Regions from separate parts of the Rattus norvegicus genome. Here region 1 is linked to region 2. A link is a contact called in public Hi-C data. All regions are on one chromosome and are shown on one strand. Each heading gives the region's core, a stretch centred on a gene start, on an enhancer-like site or on the middle of the called end of the contact. The rest is flanking DNA. Distances are from core to core; before and after follow the strand shown. Region 1 has its middle 90 kb from the start of Peli2. Region 2 has its middle 120 kb from the start of Peli2.

Region 1 (5,012 bases), core at 374-2,873, 36 kb before region 2:
TGCTCACATTTAATTAATCTAAGTGTTCCAAGGCTGGTGTGCTTCTTGGTGTTTTTAAGTGCCAATTTGCCAACACCTGAGCCGAGAAGAGAGTCCTAACTGAGGAATTGCCCAGATCAGGTTGGAGGTTGGTCTGTATACATGTCTGTGAGGAATTGTTTTGTTGGTTGATTGGTTTGGGAAGACCCACTGTGAGTGGTATCATTCCCTGTGAAGGCGGTGCAGGACTATTGGTGTGTGTGTGTGTGTGTGTGTGTGTGTGTGTGTGTGTGTGTGTGTGAAGAAGCTTGCTGAGCATAAGCAACACCATAAACAGGAGGCACGGATGCACTTGCTCTTGACTGTGGGCGTGATGTGACTAGTCGGTTCAGTTCCTGCCTTGACTTCCCCTCTGTGATGGACTGTCAGTATCCCGGAATTGTAAGCTAAATGAGCTCCCTCCTCCCCTAAGTTGTTTTTGGTTGGGATGTTTTAGCACAGCAGCAGGAGCAAGACTTGAACATTTGAGTAATGCAAAAAGCACAAAGACTTATTTTGCTCTGAGTTTAGGAGGCTCAAGGACAAGGCAGAGTCATCGCCTCTGGTGATGGGAACTCATGGGTGGATAGTGTCCCTATAGCAGGAATGCCTGCAGAATTGATCCCACAGCAAGGCAGGGGGCCAGAGAGAAGGCAATGGCTATCTTATTTTTAGAACAGTCCTTTCTGGGGGAACTAACTTGCATCCAATGAGAGCTTCCAGTTGTATCCCAGTTAATTGCCTAATTAGTTTGAATTAAGATCCATGTTTTAGCGATTCTGCTGGTTTTTAGCCTCATCACGCTGAGAACCAAGCTTCTAACATTTTTTTTTGGTTCTTTTTTTCGGAGCTGGGGACCGAACCCAGGGCCTTGTGCTTCCTAGGTAAGCGCTCTACCACTGAGCTAAATCCCCAACCCCAGCTTCTAACATTTAACTTGAGGGACCTCCTTACACTATATTTCAATCACAATGAAGCTCACTTAAGAATCACGTTGCTTGGGGCTGGGGATTTAGCTCAGTGGTAGAGCCCTTACCTAGGAAGCACAAGGCCCTGGGTTCGGTCCCCAGCTCCAAAAAAAAGAATCACGTTGCTTTTGAGGACGTTTCAGGTGATTCTAGTGCATATTCAGGCTTAACTACTGACTTTTGCTGATTATACTTTATAGAAATCGTAAAACCTTGCTTTTCTGTTGTATCTTCGATGTGTGTGTTATGAGGTTAGGTGGCTTTCTGGTTTTTAGGTAGGAAACTGAAGGAACTACTCACTTGATTTATACTCTGTAGAAATAAAGTATGGCCGTTGAGATTTCTTGGATTCAACAACTATATTTATCTCTCTAAGCAACTTCTCTTGGTTTTACCATGTAGCCCAGGCTAGCTTTGAACTCATAACCTTTCTGTCTTAGCCTCTCCAGTATTCATGATTATAGTCATGTGCTACCATACTCAGGATATGAATATATTGACATGAGTGTTTTGTGTGATAATGGCTTCTAGCTCTATTAATTTTTTTTGTAAAACACGTTTATAAGTACTGAACACATTATAGAGTTATTCATTTGTGAGCTCAATTTGTGTTTGATCTGGGCTTAGGGTGAGAAAATAGCGTGAGTGAAACGAACTAGCTAACTAGCTTAATGTTTTTTCCATGCCAACGGCATCCAGTCAGGCCAAAGTCCTTCAAGTTGGTTTCTGATTAAATGCCCCAATTACTAGTTAATTGCTAGAGAATGATGCAGCTGACTCATTTGTCTTACAAATACCAAGTAGGAGGCCTCAAGTGAACAAGAATAATTCTAGCTCCCCAATTAGTTAAAGGCCAGCCTAGACTTGGCAGATACTGCTGTGGAAACCCCTCCCCGACCCCGTCTTCATTGTCTTAGCACACAGCTCCAGAAACCGAACCCTGATAGGATGCTTTGAAAGACCGCCATCACAGCAGACAGCTAAAAATCCAATGGCCCACACGGTCCACATTTTCCAAGAAAAAACTACTTCACACGATTTCTTAATTAACATCATTAATAATAATTAACCTCATGGGGGGGGGGGAAATGACTCATGCCACTGGTGAAAATCCACTTGGTTTCTTTTGGGTCTGCCGCCTTCTTCCCAAGGTCGGGTGCAGACTGTCTGCCCCATTCCATTTTCCTACTCCTCTGGCAAGCAGGAAGACACAACTCTTTGAGAGTCTTGGCGTGAAGCCAGACGCTGCCTAAAAGCTGGATCTCTCCTCAAACCAGCCCACTATAATCTCGGAGGAGACACATGAAACAGGGCGATTGTGTTGACTTACACACAGAACTGGTCGGCCAGTGATGAGTGATGCAGGGCTTGGTCACTTCATTGTCCAGCTGGGGGGGGCACAACAATCTGACAATTTGAAATTATTATTCACCTAACCGTATGGATTAGTTAATATGCACAGTTTACTCAAGGGCTTGAATCAGCCCCAATTAAGGGCTGCCTGTGGATATTGAAGGCAAAATTGTTCCATGAAACTCTTTTCACCTGAACTGGAAATTCCTCTCCTCTCCTCTCTCTCTCTCTCTCTCTCTCTCTCTCTCATTTTCTCTTGTAGCCCTGGCTGTCCTGGAACTTGCTTCGTAGACCAGGCTGGCCTTGAACTCACAGAGGTCTGCTTGCCTCTGCCTTCCAAGTTCTGAGGTTAAAGGCGTATGCTACCACCACCTTGACCCAGTCTGGTATTTTCTATTACAGTAGATCTAATCTCCACAGAAGAACTCTGGGTAACTGGGATTGAGGGACTTGTTGAACAGTAGAATTAGAATCCACTGCCCAGCTCTATGTCACCTGCTTCATTAATCAGAATGGTCAATGCAGGCCATGTTGACTCTCGTGTGTGATCTAACAAAGGCGAGGGCTGGTACCAAGAACCTGTTTTCAGGACTTAGATACTCATTCCCTTGGCTTCTGGAGTGCTGGCTCCTGAAGGCGCCAAGCTGAAGGTGCCTTTGGGCATTGCCAACAGCGGAGAGGAGCTACTTCCTCATTGTTCTGCCCCTCCTCCCTCAGGTTGGTCAGTGGAGACAGTCGAGGTTGCACAATGGCTTATCCCCTCCCTGGATGTTAGAGCATCTGTTGCCATGGCATCCTTGAACTTCTTCCTTCTGTTCTGTCTTCTGACTAGCCTGTTCCTCGGCTCCCTGGCCTTCCCCTAGTAAACCTTCAGGAAATAAATTTCCACCTCTGAAGTTCATTCCTACAGGAACAACCCAGCTAAGCTACAGCCCGGCCATCCTGTGAAGAAGAAAATAGGCCATAGCTCATCTCTTGGCAGAGTCTGGGTTATTTGCATTTGGTATAGCCAGATAAATAACCACGACATAGAAGAACTTTATTGACTTGGGCCATCGGGGTTTGTCTGTCATCTGTTAGATGTCATGAATGGAGCTGATTTAAAACACTACGGTGTCATCTTTTTGTGTACACACACACACACACAAACACATACACACACACACATACACACACATACACACACACATACACACACATACACACACACATACACACACACATACACACACATACACACACACATACACACACACATACACATACACACACATACACACACATACACATATACACACACATACACACACATACACACATACACACACACATACACACACCTTTTTGTTTGGCTTGTAAAACATTGTGCATATTTCTAGTACACTTTGTTTAAAGCAGTTTAAAGCAGGCCTTGGACAGAGCACTTTGGAAGCACAGTACAGAAATCTGTGTGGTAACTACAGCCATTCTATTCCCTGAGGTAGAGACCATGCAAGGGCCTATTACCAGTTTCGTTTTATTGATGATTTTGTTTTAAATTTATATTTTAGTGAGTATATGTCTTTTCATCCCACTGACTCCAAACCGTTGTCACTTTACAGTGACAATGAGGGACACCTAGTAATGAACACTCAGACATCAGTCAGGGCAGTGCATGTTCAAACCCCTGCCCAACCATTTGTTGTATATAATTCATACGATTGTTGTGTGGATAATCATTCTACTTAGCCTTTTCCATCTAGAAAGGGACATAGCCAGATGTTGGCAGTCAAGAACTCTCGCTTCAGAGTCTGTGCCCTTAGCTATATCACTTTGACTTCTTTATATCTAAAGATGATCAAGATAAAGAGAAGGCTAAAATATTTTGAGAGTTGATAGGAAGAGAGCTAGTGCACACACGATGAAGTCATGGTAGGGATGGAATTAACCTGTATTCTACAAAGTAGCTATACAAATGTTCTGAGTCTCTTTCTCCATTAAACAAAACACCGGGCTCAGAATAGATACCTTGCCCACCTAACGTATTCATGGCCTTGTGTTCAGTTCCTAGCACCACACACAATACATAGATGTGTAAAAAGTTGACTAGCCATCAGCAAAGAGAAAAAAAAGGATAGGAGGGACAGGAAAACAATTACGACAAAAACATTGGTTTTTCCCATCTTTTAATTAGAACAACATTGTATGCTTGGCATTGTAAGGGAAACTAAAGTTTGTGGTATGGCCAATGTCTTCAGGAAAGTAACCGTCTCCTGGGAGGGATCAGACATTAATATTGAAAAGATAAGAGACAGTAGCTATTAGATTCTGTATGAGTATAATCCGATGACCAAGGAACAGGAAAGTGAAGAGATTAGCAATCCTGCCCAGCCCCATTCTTAAGACATGAGAGAGACTCATGCCACCTCCCAGAGGAGTGGTTATTGGGTAGTCCTTGGCAAGCTAGAGCTAGAAATGTATAGATGACAGTGCTCTAGGCTGTATGAATACAAATTCTTTTGGGATACCATTGGAATAACATCTGCCTAGATATGTCCAGAAGTTTTATGGAAAAATGAGATTAATAAAACAAAGACATGAAGCTGAGAAAGGGAAAGAGGAAGGGGAGAGAGAGAGAGAGAGAGAGAGAGAGAGAGAGAGAGAGAGAGAGAGAGAGAGAGGGAGAGAGAGAGA
Region 2 (5,249 bases), core at 2,145-4,644:
CAGTGCAACCTGGAAGTCTGAGAGGCGTGTCTAGCTGATCGGGTCAGTCTCTACTACTCAGAGACATAAGGATCCAAGTTCCGTTCTTCCACTCTACCACAAACGGCAGTGAAGTGTGGTTTCCTGTTGCAAGCTCTCTGATGACTGCCCCATTGAACAACTTCATAGCATCAAAACATGCATTCCCCAGTCTGCACGTCAAAAACTCTGGGTGTGTGCTTCTCAGATAATGCCTGAACGTTTTCCCTCCTTGGCTCTGCCTCTTAGAAGACTGGGGCTAAGGAACGGTACTATCTCATTTTCACATGTATTCCCTCAACACTGAGTCCCACGCACTCATGCATAGATGCATGTAAGCTTGTAGTCAGTAAACTCCAATGGAAGGGAAGGGAAGGGGCATCTCGATCGCCACTCATCACCTTTGATGGTGGTCAGTATCAACTGCAAACTTCCCCGGACATACTTTCCTCCTGTAGTCTATGTAAAATTCAGTAATTATCTCTATGTGGGATCCACTGGGTAAAGCAGCTCAATGGTTTGGTGATTCTTACATTTTAATGTAAACAGAGGATTTACCCTGAGCATTCCCCGCCTACCAAATACCCTTCGCTTAATTGCCCGCTAAGCTAGGCGAATGGTCTATCTCTGGGTTCTAGATTCTGGATTCAGTTGCATTATGGTACCCAGAGAGGTGGATACTATCTCAAGGTTCTGTAAAATATAAGCCACACATAGAAGGAAATTAACCCCAGGGTGTTCATCTAAGAAACAAATGAGAGCTGCCGGTCACTTATAGGCAGAACGGACATTAGAGGAAATCACACTGAATGAAACAAGATGCTAAAATCCTCTCCAGTTAACCAGGATTATACCTTTAAAGCCTCTAGGAGTCACCAAAATCATGTGTGTGGCATATGAAGATATAAAATAAACAGGAGGTAGGTACACTGTCTGGTAACCCGGAAGACAAAGCACCAACATCAAGGACACCCCTCAGTCAGACTGTCTTCCACTGCAGCTTGGGTCTAGGAGCAACACTCCACTGTGGCCCACGCCCCTCTGTGCTGGGCGCGTGAACACAGACTCTGGCCTGTGGTAGCAGAAAGACCAACCGCTAGCAACTTCTGTCCATCTACAGTCTCCGGAGCACAAGAGGAAGAGGGTTCTCTGGGGGTCCAGCTCCTACTGAGCCCAGTGAATCTGAGCTGTGCTCCTCTTTGACTCGGAAACTGATACAGGGCATAGCATGTGCATTGACATGGTTAATAATAATAATAATAGTAATAATAGTAATAATAATAATAATCCATAGTTGTAATAATTTACAATATTGGGAAATATTACCAAGTAAAAGGACGATGTAGCTGGAGAGGGGGCCGGCTCCCATGTGACAAAATCCACTAATGCCCGCTGTGTGTCTTCTTCTGCTCCAGTCTTCTACCAACTCATCTCTGCAGATGCCTCCTCACTTTGTGGGTTTTGGGGACATCATTTAACCTAGGATTAACACAACCCTGGAGGCTGTGTCTCTTTCCCACATTCCCCAATGATCACATCTACATGTCTTAACCAAATGCGGGAATATGAAGCGCTCCCTCAGCACCCAGTTCAATGAGTTCTGCTGGAAGAAGAAAGAGAAGAGAACCCTGAGGCCCGACCCCACTCTCAAAGGGGTTTATTGCCTTGTTGGATAGAGGAAGAAATACCTTGGTTATGCAGACTCTGTGCATACTGCAAGTTCACAAAAGGCAAGGTTGGTGTCATAAGCAATTCTTGATGGACTAAATAATAACCCAAGTGAGCAAGGTGAAATTTACATTGTTAGGACCACGGGCGCTAGGAAACCACTGGAGGTTTAGCTAAAGGGGACGATATATTCAAAGCATCTCTACAGGAATTAAAAATCAACCAGCAGTATGGATGGATGGTTGAGCCAGAACAAGGAAAGACGAGGAGGCCAAGTCCTAGCTCCATGTCTTAATTAGGCTTTTGTTGCATGACAAACACCATGACCAAGAGCAACTTGTGGGCATGAGGGGAATAGTTTCAGTTTCACATCACAGCCCATCATCAAAGGAAGTCAGGGCAGGAACTCAAGGCAGGAACCAATGCAGAGGACAGGGATGGGCGCTGCTTACTGCCCTGTTCCCTAGAGCTTGTTCAGCCTGCTTTCTTTCACAGCTCAGGGCCAAGGGCCCGGAAGAGACACAGTCTACAATGGGCTGGATCCTCCCACATCAACTGTTTGTAAAAAATGGCCTCACAGCCTTGCTCACAGGCCAATTTGATGGGGGCGAGTTCCTTCTTACCAAATGAATCTATACTATGTCAAGCTGACTAACTAACTAACTAACTAAATAAATAAATAAATAAATAATAACTGGGACGCTTGAGGGTCCCTCTCAATAGCTCATACATGGAGTTGCAGGTTTTAGATTAGAGATATCAGTGAAAATGCAAAGATGGGTATGAGAAATGGGCACGCTAGAGGAGGTGGGACAGAGCAGACTTGGTAAACAGGTTGTCAGCCATGCTTTGGAAGATTCTAGGCTGATATAATGTCTAAAGTAAAAAGGGAGCCATGCATGGCACCACATGCCAATTGTCCCAGCACTCGGGAGGTGGGAGGATCATGAGTTTGAAGCCAAGCTGGACTGTTTATGAAGACTGTCTCAAGAAACAAATAAATTAAAAGTGAAAAGGCTAGAGGAAGAGAGGGAGGGATGGAGATATGAGCTGTTTAATAGAAAATGTGTTCTCGAGAACCAGGGACAGGTGGGAATCTTCAAACAGCAGGTGATCCAGTTCAACAGCGCAGAGATTAGCTAGGCCCATGAATCACTCTGGGTTCCACCACTGCCTGGAAAGGCTTTTTGTATCATTAGCTTCCTGACTCTAAATACACCTTCGTCTCGCCAGCGAGTGTGCCCAGGCCTCCCTGTAGATGCCTATTTTTTTATTTCAGTCATTCTATCCCAGTAAACATGACTTGTGCACAACACAACTCATTCGTCATCTTAAGGTTGTGTTACGGTTTTCAATCTCTACACATTTTCTATTGCCTTTCAACCCCAGTCCGGGGTCAATAAACAAGACCACTCAGACACATTTCTACCAGCCTTACCTCGGAGTCTGCTTCAAGTTTCCTGAGTATTCTATTCTTCAGGTTGCCCTCTGTAATATCCTCACAGTACATAGCCTAGCCATTGTTTCTGCCAAGAAGCAGGACAGTGAATACCCATTGTCCGTTTATCACTAAGAGACCATCTAGCTGCAGTCCCTTCTCACGTTAGAATTGGAAAGTGAGAGACAAGTTATTTGGATGAACTATGCTCCCCTGGAGTATAGCAATGGGCTGCCAATCAAGCAGGGCCTGAGGGCACAGCTCTAGTTGGCAGAGAGCTAGTAACTGGCTTCGTGTAAGTAACTCAACCTGATGATTACATCCAGCCATTTCACCCCATACTGGAAATTCTTCCAGCACAGAAAGACATCTTACCGCAGTAAACAACTAGAAAGCATGCTAGATTATATGCATGCTTGAAGTTAGAAAGTCATATCTGTATCTATGTACATGCATACGTGTGTATGTCGGTAGTGAAGTGTGTTGTCCCCCACACAAGCCAGCATTAACTTTCGCTGATTCATTTGAGTGTTGTTGTTTTTTTTTTTTTTAAATAAACTGGAACTTCCTATATCTAGCCTCTATGCCAGAGTACAGTTCAAGGAAGAACGCTGTCAATAGTCATCCCATATTTATCACTTCTATGTATAGTCACATAGAAGACACCGAAATGACTCTCAATTTTTACCCCAATCCCATGAGATGCGTGTTGTTAGTCTTGTATCACAGTGAGAGAGTTAAGTAAGACGCATAGTACCAAACAGTTAACAAAGACGGGCTGGGAATCCGAATTTGAGTCTATCTGGGAAAGGACTGTCTCTATCGTGGGAACATAGAGCATTTGTCAACTGAATGACTAAATGAAGGACTCCTAGACTTACCCCATTCACCTCAGCCGTGACAATGAACTTCAGACACAGCATACATTCCCTAACTACAGGCCCATAAAAGCTATATCGGAGTTACCTTATAAAAGGGTAACACCAGGAAAACAAGTGCCATGAGGTTTTATTCATTAACCAAGGGAATCCATGCACACAGGACCTCCAGCCTGCACTTTGGCCATGTCCATGAACACATCTGACTATTAATCTTTCTCAGATCTGAAGCAGAACACTGGTTATGAGCAAAGCTTGGTTCTCGGTCCTAGGGTTGAAGCTGGCTGCCCCGCTTCTGTGACACACAGGCTCCTCTCTCGCTGGGATTTCATGGCTGGCCCGAAAGGCTGACAAACACCTTCACCCCGCATGTGCTGTGACATCACGATGCCTCAGAAGCTGCGTGCTGTTGGTATTTGGCTAGTGGCCACTGTTGGCAGTTAGCTAAATTGCGTGTCCCTGGTTTCTCCATGGCAAAATCAGGTAACTGAAGAGAATGAGGATCCTTTCATGGCCCACCAACTAGCTTTGTCTCTTTAGCTCACTTCTTCTTCTAAAAGTAAAAAAAAATTCTTCTATTACAGGTTGTCTCTAGAGTTCACTGTCGAAGCTCATTTTAATTCTTGCGTTTCAGGATGAGATACTCATTCAGAATGAATTGCTGTCATCTCAGTCACAGGGCTCAGCCCCTGGCACGGGAATTGTATTTCTTTAATGGCTTTATGCCTTTGAATGGGTTCTTTTCTGAGGTCTCTATTAGGCCTCAGTCCTTGGAGAAAACCAGTGAGAGTCACAGACAGGGTCCTCTGCTGCTCAAAAACCTGAGAAGCAAATCTGTAGAATTTTCAAACTGGAAGCTCTGTCCTGGGTGACTGTGACGGGGTACCGAGTCCTAAACACAACACAAAACAGCAGTCATTCTCCCGGGACTTCCGGGTGCCAGATGAGTTTCTTTCCTGCTCTCCAAAACGGTCAGAGATTTGCAGTAATTGAATGAAAGAATGTTTAATAACTTCAAATATTGCTTATCCAGAGAGAGAGAGATTAGGCTTTAATTAAATGGTGTCATTTAATACACCGTCCAGCAGATACCATAATTGGGTTCTTTAGCACAGAACACAGTAAAATCTAAGCTTTGCCGAAGTGATAATGACACTAATTTAGCCCAGTGGATACATAAACAGCTTGCCTGCCTCTGACACCCCAGCATATTGTACGAAGAGCCAGCTTTGATCCTGGTGTCGGCA

What was found. A called contact is a pair of places that touch in the nucleus more often than the background predicts.
Region 1: a contact with region 2 is called in a Hi-C map of kidney, with 1.7 times the contacts expected there. The contact joins two enhancer-like sites. A contact is called at or near these places in 3 of 12 Hi-C or Micro-C datasets (hepatocytes, kidney and liver).

Annotation. Positions count from the first base shown.
Region 1 is chr15:23,780,597-23,785,608 of GRCr8, reverse strand. No RefSeq gene overlaps it. Among named protein-coding and RNA genes, the nearest start is that of Peli2, 90 kb to the left of the region's middle. Within about 2 kb of position 1,623, at least 3 of the 93 cell types and tissues checked have an H3K27ac peak or open chromatin away from gene starts, as enhancers often do. A contact at or near this core is called in kidney, where this site is marked.
Region 2 is chr15:23,746,001-23,751,249 of GRCr8, reverse strand. No RefSeq gene overlaps it. Among named protein-coding and RNA genes, the nearest start is that of Peli2, 120 kb to the left of the region's middle. Within about 2 kb of position 3,394, at least 5 of the 93 cell types and tissues checked have an H3K27ac peak or open chromatin away from gene starts, as enhancers often do. A contact at or near this core is called in kidney, where this site is marked.